Regions from separate parts of the Macaca mulatta genome. Here region 1 is linked to region 2. The links are chromatin contacts, called in public Hi-C maps. All regions are on one chromosome and are shown on one strand. The core of a region is the stretch at or near the end of the contact, and the rest is flanking DNA. Distances in the headings are between cores, read along the strand shown.

Region 1 (7,057 bases), core at 2,312-4,811, 88 kb before region 2:
CACACTAGGAGGGCAATCAATAAAGAGTATATTTTGCTATACAGATACCAGTATGCACATATAAGTGCCTACAAGTAAAATCTGGAATGTTTTTGATCTTAAAAACATTTCACAGTCATTAATCTTCACGACGCTCCTGCGGGCTGGGTAAATAGAGCAATTCCTATTTTATGCCAGGAAGAAATATTGAATTGCCTCCCCCACGTCATAAAGAGGCTGTTTTCCTCCTTGTTCCTGTGACTTGCGGTGTGGGGGGCCTGGGGCGCCGGGAACCCCTGCGATCAGCTCAGACTGACTCCAGGGCGACTTCCGGTGTCCTGCGCGACCTTCTGCTGCGGGGAGGGCCAGCCCGACACACCTGGCCGCCTTCTACCTGGAGAGGGCGGGGTCTCCTGCATTTCCCGGACCGCGGGGGTGCCCCACCCTGCTGCGAGGACGGGCCTCCTGGCGTCCGGGCTTCCGGGGTCCCGGAGTTCCTGGCTCCCGAGCCCCAGGTGAAGCCCCCTCCATGCCTGGGGTCCGCCCCTCTCCTCCCGGCGGGTGGACCTGGAGGCTCCGCCCCCGCGGGCCCGAACACCTGGCGCCGCGGCCCCGCCCCAGCTGTGCCCTCTTCCCCCCGCAGGGCACCTGGCGGCCCCGCCCCGGCCCCTCCGCGGGTCGCGGTACCTGACACCCCCGGGCCCCCCCACCTCGCGCCTCGCCTTTTCACTTGTAAATGGAGCCGCTTCCCGCCGCGGGGAAGTCGTTGAGAGGTGTGAGAATGGGCCCTGCCCCCCGTGCCCACTTCCTCCTTCCTCCCGCTGGCCTTTGTGCTGAGCTGGCCCGCTTGGACCCCGGGCGGCGGGGGTCCAGCTAGACGCCGCCTCAAGCCAGCGGGGTCGCCGGCGCCTCTCCGGTCCGCGAGGCACCGGCAAGGGAGGAGCCTCGAGACCACGCGGGACACCACGTTGGGCCCCTAGCCCGCACTCCAGGCTCAGAGCAGGGGCAGGGACCTGGTTGCAGCAGGTCAGAGCCGCCTCCACCCCGCAGCGGTCGCGGACTCCGGGCGCTCCAGACCTGGGGTCGTGGTGAGGTTCGTTGATTGACTGCGCGATGGTGGCTGAGTTGCAAGCAAACGGTAAACAGCGGCATCATTTCCACCAGACCGGCTTGGGATCTCGTCTCCTGGGCAGTGTTTGGGGGCGGCCACGGTTCGTGAATAACCTTCGAATCTGGGTGTTTTTCCTTGTAGTACGAATAGCGCAGTGGCAGTTGCTGTGGGAAACAGCGAGGGCCACTGAGACCTTCAGCAGAATTCCACGTCAAGGACGAGTGACATTTGCGCTCCTCTGCTGCGTTCTCTGCTGTTCACCCCGGCGGCTCTGACACCTGAAGCCTGGGAGGCTTCTGACTAGAGGTTGTCGGAGCGCTGAGTAGTAGGACGGTGCGGTCTGACCCGTTCCGTCTTGCACCCATCTTCTCCATGGAGGAATTTCTGCGTTCGCCTCTATGTTTTGCAGATTTAATTTGGTGCTCCAGAAATTTATGCAGCCATTCAAGTGCGCTGTACCTGTTGTTCAAGTAACTAGAGAACAACCATTTCCTGAGCACTTACTTAGTGTCTGGCACCAGTTCGCTGGGCCATTGTGTGTTGTTGCGTTTCATTTTCACGAGGTGGGGTGATGTCTGAGGAGTCACTTGGGGGACTTGCCTGAGTGGGTTGGGCATGACTCCGTGGTGGGAGGAGGAACTCCTTCCTGCCTGGGGTGAGCCTCTTTCCTTGCCCACCCTGAAATTAAAGGTTCAGGGGAGGAGCCGTCCCGTTTTCCCCAGGAATCAACTGAGCTTCTCAGATAAAGATATCTTTCTCTCAGGCCCAGACCTGTTTGATGAGTGATCATTTTGTTAGGAAGTCACAATCCAATGCCACGGAGCGGTTTCTAGATCATTTCCTGCTCTAGGACGTTTTACATTCACTACACTTTTGGAGAGAATCTTCAGAACAGCGTGGCTCCTGTTCAGAAGCCTGAGGCAGGCCCCATTGAATACATGGGTCAGACTCTCTGGATCACAGACTCGCTGTGTCCAGGCAAAGGCCAGACACCTGCCTTGAGATCGGCTCTCCGGGGCCGAAGCACAGGGCTGTCCTGGCAGAGGCAGAGGTGGTAGTTAGTCACTGTTTTACCAATGAAGAATCAGAGCCAGGGAGCTTAGGTAATTAAGTCTAGCTAGTTACTACCAACTTCACCTGCCTCTGGCTTCTCTGTGGCTGCCCGAGGCTGCTTGTGGCCTTTGACTGGGACACGGGAAATGTCTGGGGATGGCTCTGCCACGCTAACCAACAGACCTCTTCTTTCCTCCCAAGCTCAGTTTCTCCCTTGCCGTCATCTGTGTGTCTGATGCAACATCACCCCCCCCCCGCCGCACTCCAAGAGCGCAAGGGCACACTCTCCGGGGGTTCTGTGTGTGGCTTTCACAGTGCTTAGGGCTTCATGTGGTAAAGTTGGATTTAGTGGCCAGGTAACATTTTATCAATAGGTAAGACTATCAATAGGTAACACCATGTTTGTGGTCTGGGATGGCATGATCGCAGCCGCCCTCCACCCCCCACCTCCCTCCCCAACTCTGGTTGCCTCTGGCTTTCAACTGGAGCCATGTGCACACCTTAAATAGGATCTGGTTTGTGGGTTCCACCTTGGGGAGTTGGGGGTCAAGAGACAGGGAAGATGCTTAGGATTTCTCCTAGCTGGGAGTGTCTATTTGCACCACTCCTGTGAAAAGCGGGGAGAAACTGGATTTTGCCGGATGAACTTCCTTTGGGTCGCTCCCCTGCATTTGTGTGGTGTGAGCCTTAGAAAGGAATTTGAATTAATACTCCTGAACAAAGGGAACAGCCTTCTTTTCAAAGAGGCTATCAGAGAACTGAAAGGGAATGGCACAAAGTTGGGTGTGTCTTCAAATCCAGAGACCAGCCCTGCTTGGGTGAGCTTGGGTGATGAACTCACCGGGAGAGTACCCGGGGCAGGTGATGCGGGAGCTCCCAGGCTGACCTTGGCTTTCTGAAGAGGGTAAGGTCCCCATAAGGTGGAGGTTTTCCTGAAAAACAGGCTTTTCTTTATAAGATTACCTTCCTCCTCTACAACCCTTCTCTTCTTTTTGTGAACACGTGTGTGCTTGTGAGCACATGTGTGTTCTGGAAATCTCGGTCTTCACTGGGGCTCCAGTGGGGCCAGGGGTGGTGTCCCTCTGCCTCCATCTCGGCCTTTGGGTTCTGCTCTGTCTTGTGGATGACTCAAGGAAGTGCTGGGAGGAGTCTCTTGACAAATCAGTCATGTGAGGCTGGTGTCCTGGCTCAGCTCCGGCTTGGGTAGTGATTAGAGGCTGCCTATTTGAAGTCCTCCCTGCAGTCTTTAAACAGGTCTCCATTCTGCTTCACTCCACCTGGAAGAGGGTGGTGGGGCCAGGATCATCCCCCGGCCAGCCCTCTCCTCTCTTGTGTTGCCTCATTGGGACACTGAGAAGGGGGAAGCTGCTTTCTCAGAGGCTGTTGCTTGGCAAGTGGACATGGCGTCTAAGCATGAGAATGACTGCAGCGTGCAGGTTCCCGTGAATGGTCATTTCCTGCGAGCCAGGCCTTGTGAGTGGTCTTCCAGAGCCCGTGTCGTGTCTGTGGTGTGTCCCCTGTCCTGTTCCAGGTTTCAGAGATCCTTTGTGCTGGGCAGAAGATCCACCGAGCTGGCATCCAGGTTCCTCCAGCAAAACACGGCACCGTGGTGGACCTGCCGCAGCTCTGAGGCCAGCGAGCCGGTTTTCCCCTCACCCTGTTTCCCAGCCCTGGCATCTGCAGAGTGTCCGTTCTCCTCGCTCCTCCACGGCGCGTGCTTTTCGCTCAGGGTTGAGGATTCATTTTCCTCCACTTGCACACATCCTTCTCATTTCTCAACTAAGCCCAGGATTAAGAATGAGGCTTCAACTGACAAAAGCCAGGAGGGTCACAATTGAAGTTGGAATTGTGTCTGCAGCAATGTCTTCCTTGGCGTTTAAGGAAGGCCTCGAAGAGTGGGGCATTTTTTTCTATCCTAAGTTGGCCACATGGCTCCAAATAGTGGGCAACGGAAGACGCCTCTGGTGAACGGGGGAGTGTCTTAGCTGAGGATCTCATGTCCGCAGAGGATGAAGGGAGGGGGGTTAGGACTCAACCCAGTTGTGCTTTTGGGTCCCTGGTTGTGTCCCAGCCAGGCCTGAGAGCTTAGAAGCAAGTCCCATATGTTACTTGACCCCTCAGAATAGTCCTTTAAAATATTTCTCGGCAAGGAAGCTTCTTGTCAAGGAGTTTTCTTCCCCAATTCTCTTTGTCTTCTAGAGCAGCAGGCAGGGGGGGAGGGGAGCCTGGGTTCGCTGTGGTTAGCGGGAAGGGGCTGCAGCAGCACTTGGACCACCTTCGTGGTCACGCCTGTAGCTGAGACTTTTGCAACCTGGTGGTTACTTGGCATGTCAGGGGCCTGGCTCAGATCCAAAGTTTTGCTCTAGGGGCCCCGGCAGTGCACTTTAAAAGTGCTGAGCTAACTGCTGTGCTCACTTTGGTGGCTGGTGACAAGAGGTCTCACTGGAAGGTCGTGAATGTCATTCTTCCTTTCAAACACTGAGGCTGTGTCCAAGGAGAGATGGGCCTGCCCTCCTAGAGCTTAGTAGAGGCAATGAGATACAAGGGGGACAGACTGTTCAAGGAAGTGTGGCAAAGAAGGGATGGAAAGAAATGCTTGACTTCTCTCCCACTCTGGGAAGCCTTTGCAAAGGGCTTCAGTTTCTGAATCTGTAAAATGAGGGTAAGGAGAGGGTGTGTTGTAAGGATTCAGTGAGGTAATGTTTATAAAGCCCTTAGAACGAGCCTGACATATCATATGTGTTTGTTAAATTTTTTTTTTTTTTTGAGATGGGGGTTTCACCACATTGCCCAGGCTTGAAGTGCAGTGGCACAATCACAGCTCACTGCGGCCTCGACCTCCCGGGTTCAAGCAATTTTCCCATCTCAGTCTCCCAAGTAGTAGGTGGGACTACAGGTATATGGCACCACACCTGGCTAGTTTTTGTATTTTTTGTAGGGATGGGGTTTGCCATGTTGCCCAAGCTGGTCATGAACTCCTGAGCTCAAGCAATCCTCCCTCCTTGGCCTCCCAAAAGTGTTGGGATTACAGGTGTGAGCTGCCAAACCTGTCATGGTGCTATGTTAAAAATTCCTGGAAGATGTCATGCCCTGTGGTAGGGAAGGGGAGTGGCTGGTAGGGCTGGCTTAGTTTGGGAACAGCCATCTTCTCACTGATTCCTGGGGCCAAAGCAATGAACTGAAAACTGTTCACAAGGTTAATTTTAGTCTGTGGGCTGTTACTGCGTATTAGGTCACTCCAAGAAATGCCCAGTAAAATGTTTACTTTCTATTTAAGACCTACTTTCTCTTCCTGGAGAAGGAAGAAAAAACTGCCTTACCTGATGGGCAGCCAGGGTGGGGGCCCAGAGCCTCCTGCCCCAGCCACCCTGCCCAGGTGGAGCCTGTTGAGAAGGGTGGCTCAGGTTTGAATTCTCCACTTTTGAGAGCTCAGTATCATCTTTATAGAGTACATAAAACACAGTGAACATGGGCATGACAGGCCACATTCCGAAGAGCATATTTGTTCAGGAAAAGGAACTGCGTCTGCCCTTCCCTCTGTGCACATAGTTCCCTTCATAGCTCCCTTCACCCTTCCAGGTCCCTGAGGAGTGGGTGCATTTGCCAGACAGTGACCAGGGCTGTCGACTTGCTTGGTGGCATCCTGTTTGGTTTCTTGTGGGTGCTCGGTCAATAGCAGCTGTGGTAACTGGACCAGGTGCAGCTGGGTGGCAGATTTGCTGGGAGTGTTTGAGCATGTTCCTGACCCCAGGCCCTGGCAGTGGGGTGGTAATTAATCATCTCCTCCTAGGATGTTCATTCACAGATACTGACTGAGCACCCACTAGGGGCCAGGCGTAGTACGCATGTGCGTGGAGCATCACCGAATGTCTTCCAATTGAAATGTTCAAATATTCTTTTCTCCGCCCAGCCAGTGTTAACTGCGCTGTGCTTCTGTGAGGCTACAGGTGTGGGTATAGGTCATGGGCATGAAATGGTAAGGTGGGATAAGGAAGGTGCCTCTCCAGCAGTTTGTCATCTTCAGGGTGTGCTGGTCATTTCATGGACCAGCAGTTTCTTTGGATTCAACTCATGCCGTTAAAAATCTCACTTGGGGGCCAGGTGGGGTGGCTCATGCCTGTAACCCCAGCACTTTGGGAGGCCGAGGCAGATGGATCACCTAAGGTCAGGAGTTTGAGACCAGCCTGGCCAACATGGTAAAACCCTGTGTCTACTAAAAATACAAAAAATTAGCCAGGTGTGGCAGCATGCACCTGTAATCCTAGCTATTTGGGAGTCTGAGGCAGGAGAATTGCTTGAACTCTGGAGGCAGAGGTTGCAGTAAGCCAAGATTGGGCCATTGTACTCCAGCCTGGGTGACAGAACAAGACGCTGTCTCCAAAACAAGGAAAGAAACAAAAAATTCACTTGGGGCCAGACATGGTGGCTCACGCCTATAATCCTAGCACTTTGAGAGGCCGAGGCGGGCCAATCACCTGAGATCAGGAGTTCAAGAGCAGCCTGGCCAACATGGCAAAACTCCATCTCTTCTAATTGGTTTTGGAGAAATTGGCTTTGCAGATTATATTTTAGTCTCTTCTAGAAATGCAAACATTAGCCAGGCGTGGTGGTGTGCACCTGTAATTCCAGCTACTCGGGAGGCTGAGGCAGGAGAATCACTTGAACCTGGGAGGCGGAGGTTGCAGTGGGCCGAGATCGTCCCATTGCACTCCAGCCTGGGCGACAAGAGCGAAACTCTTTCTCAAGTTAAAAAAAAAAAGTGTTACTTGGGAAAAGCAAAATGGTCCTTGAAAATGCCCTTGGGAAACCACCCATGCTGGAATGCAAGGGCATCTCAGTTGGCCAGGGACCAGGGGTCTGGGGCCGGAATGTCATATTCCTCATTTGCAAATCCTGGAGAGTGCACAATAAATA
Region 2 (7,410 bases), core at 3,246-5,745:
GCCCACCTCAGCCTCCCAAAGTGTTGGGATTATAGGTGAGAGCCACCATGCCCAGCCGATGATGGCATTTTTCTGATAGACTGGAAAGCCAGCTGAATCAAATAGCTAGAAGAGGACAGTGACCCTCAGCTTCTTCATATGGAGCATGAATGGATGTAAATGTGGTGGGATTTCTTTTCCACTGGGGCTGGCCACAAGAGCTGACGGTGTGCTACTACAGTGAGTCCCTCCTCTAACTTTACCTCCCACTTTCTCCCTCCTGCCCGCTTAGCTCTCAGCTCAGAGACCCACAAAAACAAATCCTGGGGAGCTGACTGCGCAGGATGTGGACTTGGTATTTCCCTGATACTGGCGTTTGTTAGCCGGATCCTGCCTTTTCCCCTCACCACCTCCCCTTCCCCAAAGTCCCTGTGGGCTTTGCTCTTCCTTCCCTTTATTTTGCTGAAGTTGACAGTCAGGTATGAGCTGCATTAAAATGTTGACTCATCCTAGGGTTGTTTTCAATTTTTTAAAAAGTGCACATTCAGAAAAGAACGCAGATTCATGTGTGCAGCACAGGAAATTATCACAAAGAGAATGAGGCTCTTGTTGGGGGCATTTGAGTTCAAGCAGAGTGCCCCAGTTGCAAGACTTCCATTTGGATCTGATGATGGCTGGACTTCCCTGGAAAGACCAGATCCCAAGAGCCCAGTCAAAGAACAGTCTGTCAAGCAACCCCCCAACCACAGTTTTTGTGTAGAGCGGTTTGGGGAACCCATGGAATGGGGACAGTATGATGTATTTTCTAGTGGCAAACATCTCATCATCGAGTGAGTTTCTTTGCTGGGTATTTCATGTTCTGTGTGAAACAGTTGTGGTTACCTGTGGGAGAATATTCTCTGCTCGTTAAGCAGTAAAACCAGTGAGGTGGGGAAACTAGTGAAACTGAAATCCCAAATATGCAAAACTTGGCAAGAAAGTAGAGAAGAACCAGACCAGCTCTGAGCTAAGTCACCAAACCAGAAAGATTTCATTCTTTGTCTTTTCTTCCTGTGTCTTTTAACCACAAGCCTTGGGCTGAATCCCCACATCTCACTACATAGGGAAGCAGGGTCAAGGCTGACCAGGGACATTGGCGTGGCGGGAATGGGTGAAATCCACTGGGTGGATGGTCACCTCTCTGCCTTTTTTGAAACGAAACTTCTCTGATTTTTATTTCAAGTTGTCCTTAAGAACATGATTCTAAAACGGATTCAAAGCATGCACCCTGACTATATATAGAACATAAGGCAAACTTGGACAATGGATTGTGGCACTTGTGTTTTTTCTTGTACCTGAAATTCTTAGAGTTGGGGCTCTCTTCCCTTGAGAAGTAGAGCTGCCATTCTTTGGAGACCGATGGGTGACCTCAGCATTGTCCTCACCAAGAACACTGTTTCCCCAGGGATCGCACCCCTCCCTCCAAAGTTATTTTGCTCTGAAGGCCTGAGTTTGGAAGAAGTACTTGATGTTCCCGTAATTGTGGAAACCGGAAGGTAACTTACCTGTTTGTGCCTGGCCTAATTCAGATTAGAAAAAGATCAATCCATTGTTGTCTAATGGGCAGGGGACGAATTATGAAAAAGACAGAAAGAGCCCGTAAAATGATAGGGATGTCCTGGCTCCCAGGCAAACTCTGGTGAAAAGAGAGACTAGGGTATTCCCTGAGGTATTCACCATCTGATTGTCTTCCACACCATATATATAAGCTATTTATAAATTCATTGCCCTGGTCGAAAATACAAAAGCTACTGGTAGTGATTTACTTTTTTAATGCATTTAAAATAACTGGATTCCTATGTGGAGGTGGAGTTGGATAATTAAATTACAATGGCCTCTAAAGTTGGGGTGCGGAGGATTGAGGGCTTCAACAGAGAGCACCCCTGGGAAGGTGGCGCTGCAGCCTGGGGGTGGGGGGAAACATGGCTGATGCACTTGCCGCAGGCGTCCCTACACGGGGAGTCCACGCTTCTTGCCCAGACACCCTGTGGCTTCGAGAATCACTGTGACATAGCCACGGGAGAGCTGTGTCTGCTTAGTGCCTTTGTTTACTTTGGAAGTTTGTCCTACGTGAATGAATTCGCAAAACTTACATTCCCCGTAAAGCTGTCACTGAGAGAAAACACAGCAATAACTCAGGTGATGTAGTTAAACCACTATTGAGTTTGCGCCATCCGTGAGTTGATAAATCGTATAGCTTCATTTGGTAGGAATCAGCAATTTTATGTGGCAATTAATTTTTACTACTGTAGGGGAGCCAGAGGACGAGCATTTTACTTCGGTTTTGTGTGTGTTGAGAGAAACTTAACGGTTTTGCCACAGCAAGAAAGGACCGTGCGTGAGGCCTTACGCACGAGTCGTCGTGTCTGGGTGTTATCCTGGGGCGTCCTTGCCATCTTTTGTTGGTTCCTCACGTGGGCAGAGGAGTGAACGCTCAGTCCCCATCAGGGTGCCACAGGCCTCATGACACGTGGGTAAAACACGTGTGTGGCTTGCAGAGAAATACATTCTCCGTATTTCTTAAGTGTGATGTTTTTCCCCTCCAGACCAATTCACCCATGCTGTTTCCACATCAGAGATGAAGATGTGCTCAGGGTAACACGTAATTAGCTTTCCAGATTGCTTCGTAGAAGGATAATGTGATAATTTTCCCATTGTTCGTTTTTGGTTCCACCAATGATGGCCATTTAGCACAGCACACGGTTGCGGCTGAGGTCCAGCTCGAGGCTGGCCGTGGCTGTGCACAGCTGCCCAGGGCCCTGCCTCGCTGCTGGGGAGCTGTCCTTTCTTTGGCTAAGCTCCCTTCCTGTGGAGGCCCAGCCTGCTCACTGGAACGCCAGAAAGATCATCTGAGCACAGTTGTCTGTTCAGCCAGCCTCTCTCGGGGCCATTAGAAAAACATGGGTGCACAGCAGATGCCGTTCCTTGGGTGCCCTCAGTGGTTTATTTTTTACTTTTTGAGATACAGTCTCGCTTTGTTGCCCAGGCTAGAGTGCCGTGGCGCGATCTCAGCTCACTGCAACCTCCACCTCCCAGGTTCAAGAGATTCTCCTGCCTCAGCCCTCCTGAGTAGCTGGGATTACAGGTGTGTGCCACCATGCCCGGCCAGTTTTTTGTATTTTTAGTGGAGACGAGCTTTCATCGTGTTGGCCAGGCTGGTCTTAAACTGGCCTCAGGTGATGCAGCTGCCTTGGCTTCCCAGAGTGCTGGGATTACAGGTGTGAGCCACCGCACCCGGTCCGTCTGTGTTTTTTATCACAGATGGCAGTGACCCTAACCCTAATGCTAACCCCTCACGCTGCGTTCTGCGTGCTGCCAGTTGGTGTCTGCTGTCCTAGAACTTCTCTGCAGCCTTCAGAGTGGGTGGCGCTGTCCCCACATTACAAATGTACAGCTTTTAACAGGACAGACTTTAAAAAGCAGATGTCCTCATCACCCTTATTTCACTTGCATTCTCTTACAGACACACCCTACCTGGCCATTATACAGTGAACCCCAGCTTCTATTACAGCAACAAGTAGTTCAGCGTGTTTTCCTAAAACAAAAGGACTAACACTAGCGGAGCTTTGAGAGCACCCCTGTGCCCCCCACCCCCCGTTCAGGGATCTCTCTTTCTAGTAGTCCAGAACTGAGGGGTGTAGACCTCAGCCACCCCCTGTGTACCCCGTTCCCCTGTTGGCACCATTTTGAGTCACTGGGTTCTGCTTCCGCAGCCCCGGTGGGAGCAGTCACTCAGGCCCTCTCAGTTTAGCAATTGAAACAGGAAGTGAAACACCAGGAGCTTCGGTCCATCACAAGCTCAGGGTGTAGACGACCCCTTGGCTACCCGGCTTCAGTCCCACCTCCACCCCAGCTATGTCTTTGGCCAGTTGTTTTCTACCCCGGGCCTCCGTTGAGTCATTTTAGATGAGGAAAGCATACCTGGTTGCTGAGATTGTTGGGAGGAATGAGTGAATTCATGCAAAGTGCTGGGAACAGTGCACAGAATGCCATGAACCGGGGAGCCTGCTTATTACTACAGCTGCTCCCCTCAGTAAAGGTGTGACAGTTGTAGTGACCGTGAGGAGGTGGCACCTCACCGTGGTGCGTTTGAGAACCCAGGAATGCAGGCCAGCTCGCAGGTCCAGGATACTGAACCCAGGAATGCAGGCTAGCTAGCAGGTCCAGGATGCTGAACCCAGGAATGCAGGCTAGCTAGCAGGTCCAGGATGCTGAACCCAGGAATGCAGGCTAGCTAGCGGGTCCAGGACGCTGCACGGGGGCTCCGTCTGGCCTGTGGTACCGGCTCTCAGTTGCCTCTGGCTTGGTGTGGGAGCCTCAGACTTTGCTGCTGTAGACCCCGTTATATTCTCCCATACCCAGGTCACCTGGTGTCTGAGTCCCAGGCCACTCCTGGAACTGGGATCTGTGGGATTTGGTGTCAAGTTGTGGCTGTCCCTTGGAGCAGGAAGGAGGAGAGGTGAGGGAGGCCCTGTTCCTGGTGCTGCAGGGCCTGTACCCCTTCCTGCCCACAGGCCTTCTCTGGCCTTCTCCTGGGGCATCTAGGGGTGTGGAGCAGGGCGGCTGCCAATGGGGCCACCGTCAAGGGAAGTGTGGGTGTAGCCCTGGATGCCCAGTGAGAACTTTCCCTGAACCAGAGTGTCTGGTGCCAACGGCACCACCAGAGGGGGCCGTTCCACTGGAAGTCCTATCGGGAAGTATTTTTACAGCGCTTGGCTGTCCTTGCAGACGAAAATAAGATGTTTGCTTTAGCAATTTGCTTAGCCCTGAAAACATTCCTAGACAATGCCAGGGCCTTAGTTGAAAATAGTATGCTCAGCTTGCTGGGATGGTCCCAGGAAGGATGTTTGGAGTGAAAATAAAATGGTACATACCAGGGCTGTTTGCCGCCGCAGGAATCCCGGCAGAGTTCAGCATTGAGGGTTGCCGGGAGCCAGGATCTAGCAGGGGCTGGCTGTGGGCTGCCCTAGGGTGCACCCCTGGGGCCAACCGGAAGATTCCAGAACAGGAAGAACTGTCTGCAGGTGTCACGCTGCATGTTGCTCTTCCTTCCCTTTGCACCTTAGCACACCAGCCCCCATGGGTCAAGAGGGGTCTCCAGCTGCAGGTCACAGTCCTGGTCTGGGCTTCATGTCCTCTAGGTTGGGGCACGGGCCTCTCCGAGGAAGCCTGCCCGTGTGGTTCTTATTCCTCGACTGTGAGAAACTTCTTTATCCATCTGAAATCTCTCCTCTTGGCTTCCCCTCTCCCTTGGTCATGGTTCTGCCCACACAGAATACACCCAGTCTCTCTTCCGCATGACTGCCCTGCACATAATCGCAGGCAGAGATGGAAACTCGGGAACGTTCCCTGCTGGGGATGAGCATTGCCACTCTCTTCCACAACACATTTGCAAATTTTTCACTTGCTCAGAACCAGTGTTACAGGTAAGCCGCAACAGACACGCACGTGTACACACATGCACACACACACATACACGTGGGTGGGGGCAGTGGAATATCATGACCAGTAGTTAAGAAAAAATGCATCTGTGTTTAAGAGCCGTTTTTTAAGAAAAAGTACTTGAACTCAAATAATGACAAGTGACTTATTTCATGACATTTGTCTCTGAGACAAGGTGGCAAATAGTGTGCTGTGATCATTTGTCGTGTGAAAGTGTGAAGCCAGAGTAGCCCGCGCAGCTCCAGAGCCTTTGTTTTCCTCTGCGGATTCCCTTGGCAGCGTTTCTGTGGAGGATAAAAATAGCACACGGTGCCTTAAAATAAATGGCTGTGGGGAATGCTTGTGTATATCAGCTGCGTGGCCACATATGTTCACATTCTCCATATTGTTCACTCTTCAAAAGAGTGACTGGGATAGACGGTTCGAATCTGCCCGCCATATGATAACTTCAGTGACACGGAAGAGCCTTTGGGCCCTGGGAGGGATGACTCCAGGGATGGGCAATGGGACAGGCTCAGGTGTGTTGAACTCGTGGCTAACCCACAAAGTCCTGCGAGTGAGCCTGTTCTGTCCTTTACCGCATTTCATCCTAAGTATCTCCCCACAAAAGATCAGCAGAGCCAGACCCAACACAAGCTCCCAGACAGGCCCCTTCCTGACTCCCAGTGAATCCAGACAAACGATGACAAATTCCGCCTCCTGGAGCTGGTGGGGCAGGAAATTGGTGGGGGGAGGGGGTGGCACATTGAGCTGCCCACTGCTTCAGCATCAGTGGCCTTGGAGCATGGCTTCTGGGGTCCACGTCAAAAACAGTGTGAAAATCTTAGTGTGGCCATTAGGCTAATGGGTCCAGGTCAGGTGTGGATCAGGATGGGTTGACGGTGACAAGCCTTGGGTCCGGAGTAAATTCCATCTAAATCCTTCACTTTGGGCTGGAGTGCAGTGATGCGATCTCTGCTCTCTGCAACCTCCACCTCCCAGGTTCAAGCGATTCTAGTGCTTCAGCCTTCCGAGTAGCTGGGATTACAGGTGTGTGCCACCACACCCAATTAGTTTTTTGTATTTTTAGTAGAGAAGGAGTTTCGCTATGTTGGCCAGGCTGGTCTTGAACTCCTTACCTCAAATGACCTGCCCGCTTTGGCCCCCCAAGTGCTGGGATTCCAAGTGTGAAACACCATGCCCGGCCTCAATTCACATTTCTGAAGTGAAATTGCATATGTCTTACCCCTCAGGTACCTTCATGTAGCTGATTTTCTCCTCTGTAAACCAACAAAACCCACCAGGATCCTGAAACAACTAGCATTGCTTGTGTCTCCTTTTTACTTAAACATGCCTCTCTCCCCCACCGCCCACACTTTGCTTAGCACCAGCAAAGGAGACAAAAGTGACAATGCCATCCCCAGAAGCTTCACACAGTGAGCCTCCAGTATCCGTGCAGAAACCTCCCCTCGCCCATCCTAGTGGTAAGGAAATCTCCTGAAGGTCCTCGTCACCTGCCTGACCGTGGGAATTTGCTTTTGGTGATGGTGGAATCTCCGTGTGAAGAATTTTGTAGACTTGATTCTCTGATCTCTCTGTGCCTTTTTATTTTGAGACAGAGTCTCACCCTATCGCCCAGGCTGGAGTGTGGTGGCGTAATCTTGGCTCACTGCAGCCACTGCCTCCTGGGTTCAAATGATTCTCCTGCCTCAGCCTCCTGAGTCGTTGAGATTACAGGTGTGCGCCACCACGCCTGACCAATTTTTGTATTTTTAGTAGAGACAGGGTTTTGTCATGTTGGCCGGGCTAGTCTCGAACTCCCGACCTCAGGTGATCTGCCCACCTCGCCATCCCAGAGTGCCAGTATTACAGGTGTGAGCCATTGTGCCACCACACCTCGCTAATTTTTGTATTTTTAGTAGAGATGGAGTGTCGCCATGTTGGCCAGGCTGGTCTCGAACTCCTGACCTC

What was found. Hi-C and Micro-C count contacts between places; a contact is called where the count stands out from the background.
Region 1: a Hi-C map of sperm shows a contact between it and region 2, with 3 times the contacts expected there. The contact joins two enhancer-like sites. A contact is called at or near these places in 3 of 14 Hi-C or Micro-C datasets (blood, cortical neurons and sperm).

What each region holds. Positions count from the first base shown.
Region 1 is chr9:137,206,970-137,214,026 of T2T-MMU8v2.0, reverse strand. The region is part of intron 1 of CTBP2 (C-terminal binding protein 2); the gene reads left to right. Among named protein-coding and RNA genes, the nearest start is that of CTBP2, 12 kb to the left of the region's middle. Within about 2 kb of position 3,561, at least 5 of the 40 cell types and tissues checked have an H3K27ac peak or open chromatin away from gene starts, as enhancers often do.
Region 2 is chr9:137,120,021-137,127,430 of T2T-MMU8v2.0, reverse strand. All of the region lies in intron 2 of CTBP2 (C-terminal binding protein 2), which reads left to right. Among named protein-coding and RNA genes, the nearest start is that of CTBP2, 99 kb to the left of the region's middle. Within about 2 kb of position 4,495, at least 13 of the 40 cell types and tissues checked have an H3K27ac peak or open chromatin away from gene starts, as enhancers often do.